2 separate regions of the Canis lupus genome follow, and region 2 is linked to region 1. Evidence: chromatin contacts called from public Hi-C data. All regions are on one chromosome and are shown on one strand. Each heading gives the region's core, a stretch centred on a gene start, on an enhancer-like site or on the middle of the called end of the contact. The rest is flanking DNA. Distances are from core to core; before and after follow the strand shown. Region 1 holds the start of PUDP (pseudouridine-5'-phosphatase). Region 2 holds the start of PNPLA4 (patatin-like phospholipase domain-containing protein 4).

Region 1 (7,519 bases), core at 2,545-5,044:
TCTCCATTTACTTCCTCATTCCCGTCTGCTTAAACAAGCTTCTCCTGAATAGAAGCCTTCCCCCATGAAACTAATAGTTTTCGATTTTCACTGCCCTGAGAACACCAGTCCTGGGGGTGACGCTGACAAATGGAACTTCCAGAATTCACAATTCTCAAACTCCAACCTACTGCAAGAGGACTCATTATGAATGCATGGTGGAGTGTTCTGCACACAGCAGATACAGGGAATGAAGTCAGGTGCTGCAGAGCTACAGGAGGGTAGCAGCAGGAGAGACCGACTGAGATAAAGCAGCATGTTTTGGAAAGAAAACGGTGTTTTCTACAAGACATCCTGTGAAAGAATGGGATAAGTGCACTTCCGAGAAAGTTCTGCAAAGCCTTACTACCTCGGAGAAGCGTTAAAGCAGAAAGGAGAAAAGAGGGCAGAAAATAAGGAGGATATCTTCCCAAATGGCACGAACTCTTGGTTCTCTGACCATTTCACAGGATTGGGTAACAGCGCCAGGGGCTAAACTATTAATCTGGCCTTAGCTAGTGAGTAGAGCCCCCAGCGAGTAACTGCCCCTGCTGGAACCAGGTCACGTACGCCACATTCAGGCTTCAGGGAACAGCTGTGTCTGAATCTGGGTCTCAGAACTAAGAGTCCAGCTCATTTGGAAGTTTAATACATTTAATTTTAATGAGACTTCGGAGTTTGCATCCATATTCATGAGACACCCACTACAAGTTCTTTGGACCCTTCCCGAGAGGGGAAGGAGTTTCTTTGACAATTAACTTCCTGACCACCTGAGCAGGAACATTCATGTCTACAAACCAGCCTTATCCATCCCAAGAGGTTTCTGAAATTGAGTCCATTCAGATTTAGTACCTGCATACACTGTTTCTTGCAATTAGTGACCTCTACAGAGATTTAATTTTGTTTTTCTCTTCCTTAGGGATTCACCTGTTTCTATCTCTGGGTTTATAAAGTGACTGGGACGCCCAGGTGGCTCCGTGGGTGCGAGTCACTGCATGCAGCTCCCCGCAGGGAACCTGCTTCTCCGTTTGCCTGTGTCTGTCTCTCTTGGTCTGTCATGAACATATAAATAAAATCTTAAAAAAAAAGTGTTATTACTAGCAAACCACCTAGCAGGGGGCAAGGTCACCCTGGAAAGATGAACAGGTCATCTATATTTAGGATCCAATCGATGTGCAGTCACTCTTCAGCTCTGTTCCTGAGCTGTGCGACCTTGGGCAGGTGACTTAACATCTCTGAGCTGCAGCACTGTGTGTTCTCATTGGAATGCAAATACTTCCTCATCCTCTGCAGGGTTTTAAGGCAGTAGAGGCATAAAAGTCTCCAGCGGGTCAGGAGCGTCTGCAAAAAACACAGGCGTTTTCAGAGTTCTACAAGGCCTTCCGGAGGCTCTGAGGGTCGGAACCCTGTAAGAGGATGAAGCCATGAAGCTCGGTGCGCAGGGTCTGGGCAGCGCTCCGGTCCGTTCCGTGTTGATTCGTGCACTGAGTGTCATTCTGCTTCTTCAACAATTCTTGGCTGTGACCCTGCACAGGGGCGGTGCAGGGAGCAGCAGTGCGAGGACCCAGAGTCCCTCGGGTCCGTGGCAGGCGCAACCTGCTTCCCCAACTCTCCTGCACTTGGGTCAACTGTGTGGCCTAAGGCGGGGCCGGCAGGGGTGCAGCCCTGCAGTCTGCATCCACTCAGCCCCTTCCTGTGCAGAAGCAGCCCCAGCCTCAGGTCCCCACTCTCCTGCACTTGGGTCAAGAGTGCGGCCTGAGCCGGGGCGGGGACGGGTGCGGCCCCGCAATGTGTATCCGGCCCCGCAATGTGTATCCGGCAAGTCCCTTCCTGTGCAGGGGCAGCCCTAGCCTCAAAGTCCCAAGTTTCAGGTCCCAAGTCTCCAGCACCTGGGTCAAGACCGCGGCCTGAGCCTGGGCGGGGACGGGTGCGGCCCCGCAATGTGCATCCGCCGTGTCCCTCCCTGTGCAGGGGCAGCCTGAGCCTCAGGTCCCAACTCTCCGTGCACTTGGGTCAAGCGTGCGGCCTGAGCCGGGGCGCTGGAGGGGCGGGAAGGGGTGCGCCCCCCACCCCCGCCCCCCGCAGTGTGCATCCGCCCAGCCCGTCCCTCTGCAGGAGCAGCTGGAGCCTCAGGTCCCCAACCCTCCTGCACTTGGGTGAAGAGTGCAGCCTGAGCCTGAGCGGGGGTGTGGAGGGGTGCGGCCTCCGCAATGTGCATCCGCAAGCCCCTCTCTCCGCAGGGGCAGCCCCAGCCTCAGGTCCCAACCTTACTGCACTTGGGTCACGAGCGCAGCCTGAGCCAGGGCGCTGGAGGGGGCGGGGAGGGGTGAGGCCCCGCAATCTGCATCCACCCAGCCCCTTCCTGTGCAGGGGCAGCCGCAGCCTCAGGTCCCAACCGTCCTGCACTTGGGTCAAGAGTGCGCCCTGAGCCGGGGCGCTGGGGGAGCGGGGAGGGGTGCGGCCCCGCAATGTGCATCCGCTCAGCCCCTTCCTGTGCAGGGGCAGCCCCAGCCTCAGGTCCCCACTGTCCTGCAGTTGGGTCAAGAGTGCGGCCTGAGCCGGGGCGCTGGAGGGGCGGGGAGGGGTGCGGCCCCACAATGTGCATCGGCCCAGCCCCTTCCTGTGCAGGGGCAGCCCCAACCTCAGGTCCCAACCGTCCTGCACTTGGGTCAAGAGTGCGCCCTGAGCCGGGGCGCTGGGGGAGCGGGGAGGGGTGCGGCCCCGCAATGTGCATCCGCCCAGCCTCAGGTCCCAACCGTCCTGCACCTGGGTCAAGCGTGCGGCCGGAGCTGGGGCGCTGGGGGGGCGGGGAGGGGTGCGGCCCCGCAATGTGCATCCGCCCAGCCCCTTCCCGTGCAGGGGCAGCCCCAACCTCAGGTCCCAACCGTCCTGCACCTGGGTCAAGAGTGCGGCCTGAGCCGGGGTGGGGAAGGGTGCGGCCTGGCAATGTGCATCCGCCCAGCCCCTTCCCGTGCAGGCGCAGGGGTAGCCCCAGCCTCAGGTCCCAACCGTCCTGCACCTGGGTCAAGCGTGCGGCCCGAGCCGGGGCGCTGGGGGGCCGGGGAGGGGTGCGCACCCCCCGCCCCCCGCAGTGTGCATCCGCCCAGCCCCTCCCTGTGCAGGGGCAGCCCCAGCCTCAGGTCCCCACTGTCCTGCAGTTGGGTCAAGAGTGCGGCCTGAGCCGGGGCGCTGGAGGGGCGGGGAGGGGTGCGGCCCTGCAGGGTGCTTCCGCGAGCCCCTCCGTCCAAGCCCCTTCCTGTGCAGGGCCGCCGGAGCCTCGGATCCCAAGCCTCCGGCCCCGGGGTCAAGGCCCGTCCAGCCGCAGCCCCCCCCACCCCCGCCCGCAGCAGCGCCCCCGCCGGCGAGGTCACGACCCCGGCCCCCGCCGCGTAGGAGGCCGCGAGCAGGCTGCGTGCGCGGCGCGGCCAGGTGCGGGAAACTGAGTCCGCCGCGGCCCCCGAGCGCCGCCCCCGCCCCCCCCGCAGCCCGTCCCCACGCGCGGCGCGGCCGCCGGAAGTGCTGCCCCGGGCGGCGCCGACGCCAGCGCCCCGCGCGCCCCCGCCACTCGCCGCCGCCCGCGGGGGTCCCGGACGCCGCCCCGCCGCGCCGCGCCGCGCCGAGCCGAGCAGCGCGCCGTCCCCGGGCCGCGTGGCGCGCGGCGGCCGCAGGCTACGCACCGAGGAGGAGGCCGTCCATGTCGAACAGCAGGTGGGTGGCGGGCCGCGGCGGGGCCCCGGAGGCCGCCATGGCGCCGGCGGACGCGGGCGCGCGCACGCCGGGGACACGGCCGCGCGCTCGGGGGCTGCGCGCGCCGCCCGCGCCGCCTCTGCGCACGCGCGCCGCCCGCCGTGCACGCGCGCCCCGCGCCGACCCGCGGGGCCCGAGCCGCCTTGCGCACGCGCGCCGCGGGAGCGTCTCTCGAGAGCCGCGCGCTCCGCTCTGCGGGCGGGCTTGTCTCGCGCGGTCTCCGGTGCCGCCGCCGCCGCCGAGTGCGGATGCGGCCCCGCGCGGGCTCCCGTCTGCCCGCATGCACCGCGCTCCCCACGCACAGCGGACGTCCCGGTCCCGGCGGCGGCACATGCACAACTTGACCCTGGGGCGGGACGCACGGAGGAGGCCGAGCCTTTCTCCTCGGCCGGCCCGGTGCACCGGCTGCTTCCCACCGACGGGCCAAGGTGCTCAGGTCGGGAGCCCAGGGGCCGGGGCATGCGCCGGGCCGGGGCTGCCGTCCCGGGACCCTCGCTGCTTTCCCTTTCGGTTTCGCGGGCCCGCCGCCCCCGCGGAGCTGGCAGCGCGCATGCGCAGGGGGCCGCTCGGAGGGTCGGCGACCCGGGCTCCCGGGTCCCCGCGAGCATCCCGGGCTGCAGAGGCTCCACGCGCCTGGCCGCCTCATCTGCGTCCCTGCCGCCCAGCTTCCTTTCTTATTCAGCTCTCTTCTGCATGCACTCTGAATTTTGTTGTTCTTGGCTGCTCTCAAAAACTTTTTTTTTAGATTTTACGTATTTGAGACAGAGCATGAATGCAGGCGAGGAACAGAGGGACAACAAACTTGTCCCAGAGCAGGGAGCCTCCTGCAGGGCTGCATCCCAGCACCCTGACATCCTGAGCTCAGCAGAAGGCAGATGCTTCACCCACTGAGGCACCCGGGTGTGCCCAGAAACACCTTTTTTTGGTCTCCGTTTCTGTGTAGTGTGCGTCGATGTTGCATATGCATGTTTAAGCATAAGGATACAGCGACTTTAAAGAAGGTGATGTGAGAAAACTCCAGAAGCTTATTTCACGCCGTGGGGCTGTATTTCTGGCAAAATGCAAAAACCACAGTAGACGCAGCTTGGATGCTGCAAGGGCAGCAAAATAATAGGCGACGAACCCCTGTGCCTCGGTTTCCTTTTGTGTCAAATGTAAAGGAGACAGCGCAGGTCAAGCTCTTAGTCCTGGCACATAGTACGGCTTCAGGTAACTGATGTCTTTGGAGCTCTGGCTGTGACAAAATGCAATGATGATTTCTGTTTGAGGACCTCAGGGAAGGCAGTGTATCAGCCGATTAGTGAGGGGACTGTGACGCCAGGGTGCTCGGCTGCTGTGACACAGTTGCACAGACTCCGTGGCTTGCATCACAGATATGCTGGGTTTACAGTTCTGGAAGCCAGAAGTTGGAGAACAACAAGCTGTCAGGGTTAATGCTTCCCGAGGGCTGGGACGACGCGATCCTTCCAGGCCTGTCTCCTTGCTTGTACGTGGCCTTCTTACCTTAGCTCTTTATATTACCTTCTCTCTACGAGTCTATTTCTTTTAAGATTTTATTTATTCATGAGAGACACACAAACAGAGGCAGAGGACAAGCAGGCTCCATGCAGGGAGCACAATGCAGGACTCGATCCGGGAACCCCGGGGTCACGCCCTGAGCTGAAGGCAGATGCTCAACCGCTGAGCCCCCCCGGCGCCCCTCTGTGGGTCTATTTCTGCATCCAAGTTTCTTCTCTTTGTAGGACTCCAGTAAATCACCGACTGTAATGACCACGTTTTAATCTGATTCCCTGTGTGAAGACTCAATCTTTAAATCAAGTCACCTGAGCTACCTAGGAGTTAGCAGAGAGCACTATATATTGGGAGAGGGACACAATTGGGCGCATAGCAGATTTGTTCTAAGATGATTGGTGGGGTCCCTATAGCTGCCAGTGCACACCTGCTGCAGCCTATAGAATTCTCCTCCTCGGTTTCTCTACAGTGTCTGGAAACAGATGGGGATGTTTTTCCCCTTCCATTGTAACAACACTGCACTTGTCTTGATTCCTTAGATAAAAGGGCAGAAAGCCCCCAGGGCCAGGAGTAAGCATTCAGAACTGCGGGGGATAACCTAGATGTTATGGTTGATCTCCTTGTCCCGGGTTGTTGGCTCCTTAGAAGGAGTTTCAGGAGTTGTCTGGATTTCTGCAGATTGGGTGGAAAAATAAGCCAACACATAAACGCAGGTGAGGACCTAGGACGGAGACTTGTGGAGTGTGTCCCTTGCCCTGTTCCAGCCCCTGTGGCTCTGGGCATGGCTCTTGGCAGACAGTCCAGTTTGTTCACCTATAGGGAGCGAGGTGCCAGCTGGGAGTTTCCCCTTCACCTCCTCTGACCTGACAGTGCGATTGCAAAACAGATTCATTGGGGACTCTTGTGCACTTCTCTCTACAGACCTGAAAACATGGTCTCAGTAATTTTTTTTTAAGTTTTATTTATTTACTCATGAGAGACAGAGAGAGAGGGGCAGAGACACAGGCAGAGGGAGAAGCAGGCCTCCTGCGGGGAGCCCGATGCGGGACTCGATCCCGGACCCCAGGGTCACGCCCCGAGGCGAAGGCAGATGCTCGACCAGTGAGCCACCCAGGCGTCCCATCATTTTTTAAGTCTTGTTTTTCACACTCTTCAGAAACAGCTCTTGCCAATGATGGGAGACACTGCTTTGTGTTAAAAAAGCAAAATCCAGGGATCCCTGGGTGGCACAGTGGTTTAACGCCTGCCTTTGGCCCAGGGCGCGATCCTGGAGACCCGGGATCGAATCCCACGTCAGGCTCCCGGTGCATGGAGCCTGCTTCTCCCTCTGCCTACGTCTCTGCCCTCTCTCTCTCTCTCTCTCTCTCTCTCTCTGTGACTATTGTAAATAAAAAAAAAAAAAAAAGCAAAATCCAAATAAATGGTAGGAACCGTCATGCCTTTTTTTTTTTTTTTTTTTTGCAATAAACTAGATTGGGAAAATACTGGAAATGTATTCACAGTTGAAGTGGTTTCCATGCAAGTAACGAGATGCGCTTTAACTTTTGTTAATTCTCCTAACAGTGAAAGAAACAGTCAAAGCTTCTGTGGAGAGGGAGGATGGATTTCCTTACACGAAGTACAATTTATTTTTGCGCGATTGTGTTTTCCCCGTGGGATGATGGCTTACTTTTCCTGACAACTTAAAAACGCAGCAGACGATCCAGGAAACTCTGATACAGTGGTATCAAAAACACGCTCACAACCGATTGTACAGATTTAAAAACAGGATCCTTTCCCACTCAATGAATAAACTCAAACGTGCCATTCATTGTAAAATAAAAATAGATGCCTTAGCTTCCTTCAGCTTCTTTATCTTGTTCTGTTGGTTTTTGTGCCCATGTGTTTGCTTTCTGGGTTGTATTTGGAAAGCTGCTTGTAGCCCCAGCTATGAGCTGTAGGTTGGGGAGCAGACTCAGCTCTGCGGTCCCCCTGAGCAGCCCTAGCTGCAACCCCGGGCCCAGAGGGCTTGAGGCTGATGGAAGGCGCCCTTCCCGCAGGGGGCCCGTGTGGAGCCCTGCACCAGCTGCTTGCCAGGGCTGGGTCTCAGAGGGATGTGTGCGGGCCAGCCCTGAGGGACCCTCGAGGACGCCGCTGGCAGGACCAGTCAGGCTTTGTGGAGAGTTCGGAGAGCCCATGGTGCTCTCTCTGACGGCAAGGGTTCCTTGCATTGCTCAACCTTTCTTTAGCTGGAGCACTTGCA
Region 2 (7,519 bases), core at 3,117-5,616, 600 kb after region 1:
TGTAGGCAGAGAACGGATGCAGCCTGCTGTCAGGAAGCTGCTGTAAGGGGCAGCCCCCAAACTATGTGCTCTTTCTACTAAGCCAGACTGCCCACTTGGCCTACTTTCTTGTATTAATTTTAGTTACAGACACACACACGCGCACACACACACACACACACCATACACACACTCCCATGATCAGACTGGAAACTTATTAAGCAAGGACTTACTCATCTCTGCATTCCCCACTATATCTAACACTGTGCCTTGCAACTAACGGGCTGAAAAAAGGCTGCAGCACTGAGCTCTTACGTATGGGCGTCTAAATTTGCCTACTACCTAAAATACACCAGGCATCAGGTGCTCCTCTTAATTATACATGCATAAAAGCTCAGAACTAGATTAATTACTCACGTATTTGTCACAACACCACAAAGCTCGAGGAACCATCAGCAAGAGCTGAGCTAACATGGATGTGAATAAGTAGAAAACAGTTTGCTCAAAACCTCAAAGCAATCCTACAAGTAGTGTATTCCAAACTCTAAAACAAAAGGAAATAAAATAAACTTACATCAAATGGCTAAGAATTTGTTTTGACAAACGAAAAATGAGGATGCTCTAGGTCAATACAGAAAATCATTCTGCACCTTCCAATGTGAGCACCCAGGAAGTCCTGCCCCTTTACCCACCTATAACCAATGCCATCATACCAACACCACTAGACGGTGCAATAGGGTTCATCGAAAAAATACACAAGAACACATAATCTAGCTTGAAATAATGATCTCACGTCTCAAATTCAGATCAAGTGTCAGTGTGTGAACATCACAGAATTTCAGTGAAGTGGCTGTATTAGGGCAGAATTTCCAAATAAAGTCAATTTTACATGACCCTTTATGCATTCCTCAATCTGAGGATTTATTTATTTTTTTAAAGATTGTATTTATTTATTCATGAGAATGTACAGTGAGGAGAAAAGAGAGAGGCAGAGACAGGCAGAGACAGAAGCAGGCTTCATGCAGGGAGCCTGACGAGGGACTCGATCCAGAGTCTCCAGGATCACATCCTGGGCTGCAGGCGGCGCTAAACCGCTGAGCCACCAGGGCTGCCCAATCTGAGGATTTAAAACCAAGCCTAGGGATCCCTGGGTGGCGCAGCGGTTTGGCGCCTGCCTTTGGCCCAGGGCGCGATCCTGGAGACCCTGGATCGAATCCCACATCGGGCTCTCGGTGCATGGAGCCTGCTTCTCCCTCTGCCTATGTCTCTGCCTCTCCCTCTTTCTCTCTCTGTGACTATCATAAATAAATTTAAAAAAATTAAAAAAAAATAAAATAAAATAAAAATAAAACCAAGCCTATTCAATTACAAAGCTGAGGATCTGCCTCCCTGAAAGGAAAAGGTGACACGGAGGAGGAGGAAACAACCCCTTAGGAGTCCTCAGCCTCTTGAGAGTTCTGGAAAGGAGCTGGCTTGCAGTCCAAACCATAGGATTCTGCTAGTGTGTGTGTGTGGGGGGGGGGGGGGGGGGGTAGTGCTCACACGTGTGTTCACTGCCTTCAGGTGCTCACTCCATGCAATCCGTTCACAGCACTTCTTCCCTTCTTGCATTTCCAATAAAGCAACCGTACAAAAATAGGAGGAAAACATAAGTGGATTCCCATACAACTGGCCTCAAATCCTGTTTCTCTTTCATACAGAGCTCATCCTCGATGGTGAGAACAAGATTCTCGATGTTTACGATTTTATAGTTTTGACATTTTATTTATTATTTTTAGAAGATTTTTTTTTTTAATTTACTCATGTGAGACACAGAGAGGGAGGCAGAGACAGGCAGAGGGAGAAGAGGGCTCCCTGCAGGAAGCCCGATGCAGGACTCGATCCCAGGACCCCAGAATCATGCCCTGAGCTACAGGCAGATGCTCACCCACTGAGTCACCCAGGCGTCCTAGTTTTAATGTTTTAAATGTGACTTAAATTTATTCTTGGGCCTGAGTATGCTAATTATTATTCAATTGTTCAGAGCCACCAGAGTATGTAAGTAATGAATGAATATGCCATTCTGCACCTACAGAAGACAGTTCTTAAAGTCAGGAAATGTACGATTGCTGTCTAGAAATGGAAAACCTTTTTATGACGTAGACTGCATTAAATGAAATACCTAATGAAGGCTTATTCTCATTACTTCTGGATAAACTGCCTGGAAATCAAAATTTTTTATCTGTGAGAATCAAAAACAAACAGAATCTCTGCAGCATTCCACTTAGCAGAAACCATCAGCCCAATTTTCCTTTATACACCTGTTTGTAAATGGGAGGGAGCAAAGCATTATCGGCCCCATTTTCCAGGCCTTGCAAACAGACCCTGTGTTCTCATGATCAGATAAAGAAGAAATAGCCTTTGGTAGAAAGAAACAGAGCCGGAATTTTATGACTAAATAGACACTCAAGAGTAAAAAGAGGCATTTGATTTCCTTGCCTCACTGTCATCCAACATAATCTTCCCCAAATCCAGAGCAGAAATCCGTAATAATTAAATTAAAAAAAAAAAAAAGTCTTGACCTTTCCTGTTACCCAGGAAAAGGATTATTTGTCTGCAGTTAACTTAGTAGAGCCAACGTTCATGCCTGCTGCTCAGTGTTGATTTCTTAACAAGGAACGCAGCCTAGTTACTACTTCATTACCTCTAGTTTTTCTGGTGCCGTTAGCAGGACAGAAGCCACCAAGGATCCCGCAGAAGCCCCTGCAAAGGCCTTGACATCCTTCAGGAGCTTTTTTCCATGTCTACAAAGTGCGGATGCTGCCCCCAAGTGGTAAATGCCCAGAAACCCGCAGGCCGCAAACGACAAGTTGATGTGCTTCATTCTAGCTGCGAAATTGAGGACACACAAAAAAACAAAAATCCTGTAAGTTGGTATAGTTCTTTACACACTGGTGTGTTGTCCCATGTCTCATCGTTCCAACACGGTTTTAACGTATAATTCTCTGTGCTGAACACAATATTGTCAATAAAAGTCTCATTAAGTACCCAAATTTTTCACGAAAACTTTTCTCCCCTCTCCCCTTGGCCCCATATAGTTTTATTACTTGTGAAAAGTCCCAACATTTCATATGTATTTATCTCATAGATTATGCTATCTACAATCTGATGTGCCCCGGGTAGAAGCAGATCAGTAAATTACAATTGCCTTTTTTCCTGACCTTTTTAACCTTTTTTTTTGGGGGGGGGGTACTATTGTGGAAGGTGAAATGGCTAGGCACTAGCACATTGCACAGAAAGGACACACGTGGTCTCCTTTGCAAGTGCATCACCGCATTTCAAGAGCAGTCCCTGCTCGCTTGCCCCACACTTGCACTGCAAGCATCCACATATATGGATATAATATATACATATTTAATTCCAAAAAACAAAAACAAGGATGCCCACGATTCTTGCATAATGCAACGAGCCATCATTCAACAGTGAAATATAGATTTCATTGCCTAGTTTCTCAAGATACATTAAGGCCGTGAGTGGCAAGGGCAATTGAAGGCCGCAAGGGCCGTCAGGCACAGTCCCGGATGACTTGTGAGCGATTTCAGGACAGAAGCGCGTTTCCGAAGCCTCAGTGGGCTGCATGTCACCAGGTGGTGGGTACCGTGAGGCCACAAAGCTGCACACCTGGAGATCCTCGGGTCTCCTCCCTGCCTCCTCCGGAGCCTCCAGGGGAGGCACACGGCCCGGCCCGGGCCTCGAGTTTAGGGGCCGAAGGCCTCCGCTGTGTGCAGGGAGGAGCCCCGGCCGCGGCACGCCTCCTTTCTGCAGCCGGGGTGGGGGTGGGGGTGGGGGTGGGGGTGGGGGTGGGGGTGGGGTGGTGCGGCGGAGCTCGGTGCAGGAAGCAGCCCCAGCCCCCGGCGCTGGGGGCTTGCTCCGACCCGCCCACTCGGGGGGAGCCACCAGAGCCCGCCCCGCGCCCGCCCCGCGCCCCGCCTACCAAGGCAGGCTCCAGGCACTTCCATGCTGAACCCCCTTCAGCGGAGCCGTCACTCAACAAGGCCCCGCCCCCCAGGGCCGGCCCGCGCTGGTCGACTGGAAGGTCTCGCGGGAGGGGTCCGGGCGGGCCTACCCGCGCAGGCTGCGACGTCACCATGCGACGCAGGCATCCCTGGGCCCCGCCCACCGCATTTAAACCCCCTGGACTCAACATGGCGGCGGCGCACCCTCGGACGCCTGACCCCGGCGTCCCCGGGCGCGGGTAAGGGGCAACCCTTTCGTGTCCAGGGCTGCTGTCCTCCATACGCAGCGATGCGTGTCCGTCCGCCTGCGTGCGCGTCGTAGCGCCACCTGGGGGCTGGCCCCTCCCCGGCGAGGTCGGTGACCCTGAACGACCCTCCTGCGCCGCGCGCGCCCCGGAAGCGCTGGCGTGTCTCCCGGAAGTGGTTTTTCTTCCTCTCCCCACCGTCGGGGCGGTGCCGCTGGCGGGGAAGGCGGGGTCCACGTGCCGGCTTGTGGAGAGCGGACTTCCTAGCGCTTTCCGCGTCTGGCGGTGCCTTCCCCGTTCCTGAGTAGCCTTTTTAACGGAAGCGTAATCGGAGAGGCCGGGCCGCGGCTGTGGGCAGCGGCCACATCGTCAGGCGCCTCGGGCTGCTGACCCAGCGCGGCTTGCCTTACCTGTCTGAGCTTCTCAGGTGATTTTCTGTGTGAAACGGGATGGTGGTAAAGACGCCCGTGCCACACGGCGGGCCTGCAGCACTCGGCCTGTGGCTTCCTTTGGTGGCGGCCGTGGGCGTGTAGAGTCAGTGAGAGATGGTGGTGGCTTTGGGTGGTGGCCGTGCGGCCGACGTCCCCTGTGGGGCCTCCTTCCCTGTGTAGGCCCCGTAAGCCAGCCTGCAGCAGTCGCAGAGCCCCCGGGGAAGGTCCCCCAGGTCCCCCTGCGTGAGGACGCTCTGAGCAGTGTGCGCGTCCTGCCCTGGGGCGCGGGGCGGGGTCGCCTCATGGCCTGTGCGTCCCTGATCGCGAGGCCGTGGCCTGGGCTCTGCAGCGCGACCCCGCCTGAGGGCCTGAGCGAGGGCCCCGGATGTGGTGACTGGGGACCACATGGCGCCTCACGGTCGCAAACAGCCTCCTGACACCCTTGCGCCTCAGGACCCGCCGGGGCCTAAGCAAGGTGGCGTCTTGCTGCCGATAGGACTGGCGTGACGGGGGGCTGCAGTGCACGTGGTGCAGCTGCGGGAGGGCGGGAGGGCGAGAGGGCAGCGCCCTCCGCGGAAGCCTGCTGGGAAGCAGGAGGCCGAGGCCGCGCCGCAGAGCCCCTGGTGCGCGGTGCGCGGTGCTGACATGCGCACTAGGGTTTGGGAGGCCCTGCTCGAGCTGCCGCTCCTGCCGCTGCTGGCGTAAAGCGATCTGCTGACCTTCAAACTTCAAGGACAGGCCGAGTCCACGCGGCCAGGAGCGGGGGCGGCCGTGTCCTGCCTTCGGGCCCTGCCGGCGGGTGGATCCAGCAGATGGGAACATTGCCCCCTGCGCAGCGTGCATGCGCACCAGGACTGCGGGAGCCCCCGCTTGAAGGGAAGACGACGGCACCCACCGTGGGCACAACTGCGGGTGAGTGAGCTGCTACTGCCTTAAAGTGTCGTGCCACGTGACTTCAGAAAACTCCGAAACTCCGTTCTTACCGTTTTAAACGCTCTTTTAAAACGTGGTCTCTCCGTTTCGCCCTTATCATGCTCACATGCTGCTAACGGAAACGTTCACCTCCCTAAAGTAACAAAGAATATCAGAGTCAGGGGCGCCTGCCTGCACGGCTCAGGGGTTGAGCATCTGCCTTCGGCTTGGGTCGTGATCCTGGGATCCACCTGTGCATTGGGCTCCCCGCAGGGAGCCTGCTTCTCCTCCTGCTCCGGTCTCTGCCTCTCTCTGTGTGTCTCTTGTGAATAAATAAATAAAATATAAACATATATATATGAGATTCATTCGTATTTGTTTTTGTAATTTAGGGGCCAGCGGTAACATCATCAATAAATATGTTTTGGCTGTTGGATTTCAGTAAATTACTCTTGTGAATATACAGTAATTTAATTGACCTTGAAGAACTTTTTTTTAATAATAATTCATTTGCTTGTGTTTGCTTCTCTGTCTTCCTTAGTAATTTAGTCTTGAACTGCTTTATTTAGCCATTTATCCAACATTCATGAAGCATTCATTGTATAACAGTCTCCTGGTACAGGGCTTACAAAGTTGAAAAGAATTCAGTTCTTCCTCATGAGGGATGCAGACTGGAGTGGGCAAGGAGACTGAAGATGCATCATTACCGAGACCTGATCATGTGCTGTTCCTGAGCCGCACAGATGCTCTGGAGGTGAGCACTGAGCTGGGGAGTAGCTCACAGAGACGCCTACAGTCGCACCTGGCACGAAAACACACTGTTTAAACCTGACTCTCCTCTCCTTGTGCCAAGCTTCCTCCCACGACGTTTTACCGTGTATTCCATAAAGAGGGAGACAGGTACAGAATATGGGGCTACTTGCCACATCCTGACCCCAAGAATAGGACCTTCTCTCAGTATTTCTGAGTCTGAGTCTGATCTCTTCCAGTTCGCTGCGCATGTACTTTAATGTTATTTCCCAATTTTGGCTTCCTTTATGCACGTGAACACCTCTGCGGGGCATGCTAACATTGCCCCTGCAACACACTTGTCCTCTTTCCTTTCTCATGACTCCTCACCCCTGTCACCTCCTCCTGGAATCTCGGGTACTGGTCCTGATTTCAGGGGAAAGTGGCCACGGTGTTACAAACACAGAACAGTGCCCCTTTAACGGAGGTATCAGCTAATAACCGCCCTGTTGGCATGCCTTTCATGCCTACTTGAAGCATTCTCTTGTTTTGAGAACACCACCAATGTCAGAGAAAGGCACATTTGCAGTCATGGAGTAGAACTTCCCATCTGAACCCGGGGAGGCCGCATCCCTTCCCATGGATCGCTCTCGAAAGAAGGACAAGCAATGAACGCCTCCACCCAGAGGGAGCCGGTCCCCAAATAAAGGGGCAATCGGGGCTGAGAGAGAAGCAGGATTAAGCTATGATGGCATTTCTAGAGCCTGTGGTCAAAGCTATAGTGCTCCCCGACTCACTGCCCCACTGCACTCACCCTTTACAGTTGGCTTTTTTTTTTTTCCTTAATATTTTATTTATTTGAGAGTAAAAGAGTGTGCATGAGAGAGGGCATGAGCAGGGGGAGGGGCAGAGAGAGAGGGCATGAGCAGGGGGAGAGGCAGAGGGAGAGGGAGAAGCAGGCTGCCCAGTGAGTAGGGAGCTAGTTGTGGGACTAGATCCCAGGACCCTGAGATCATGACCTGAGCCGAAGGCAGACGCTTCACTGACTAAGCCACCCAGGCGCCCTACTGTTCGCTTTCTTAACCTGCTTGGAATCGAGTTACTCAATCTTCCAATCAAGATGATACTTCTGCATCTGCCATTTTCTCTCTCTAGAAATTTGCTAGAGGAACCAATTACTTACAGGAACACTAAATCTTTTCTAAATGGCAAAATTTTTTTTTCAAAA

The links. A called contact is a pair of places that touch in the nucleus more often than the background predicts.
Region 2: a contact with region 1 is called in a Hi-C map of blood, with 4 times the contacts expected there. The contact joins the promoter of PNPLA4 here to the promoter of PUDP in region 1. A contact is called at or near these places in 2 of 9 Hi-C or Micro-C datasets (amygdala and blood).

Annotation. Positions count from the first base shown.
Region 1 is chrX:4,288,511-4,296,029 of UU_Cfam_GSD_1.0, forward strand. It overlaps PUDP (pseudouridine-5'-phosphatase), which reads right to left and starts at 3,795. Exons shown (of 4, transcript XM_038586764.1): 1 at 3,696-3,795. The coding sequence starts at 3,765.
Region 2 is chrX:4,887,539-4,895,057 of UU_Cfam_GSD_1.0, forward strand. PNPLA4 (patatin-like phospholipase domain-containing protein 4) reads right to left here and starts at 4,367. Exons shown (of 7, transcript XM_038586779.1): 1 at 3,953-4,367; 2 at 2,663-2,847. The coding sequence starts at 3,977. LOC111094756 (a long non-coding RNA gene) reads left to right here and starts at 4,104. Exons shown (of 10, transcript XR_005386096.1): 1 at 4,104-4,646; 2 at 5,384-5,562; 3 at 6,172-6,316.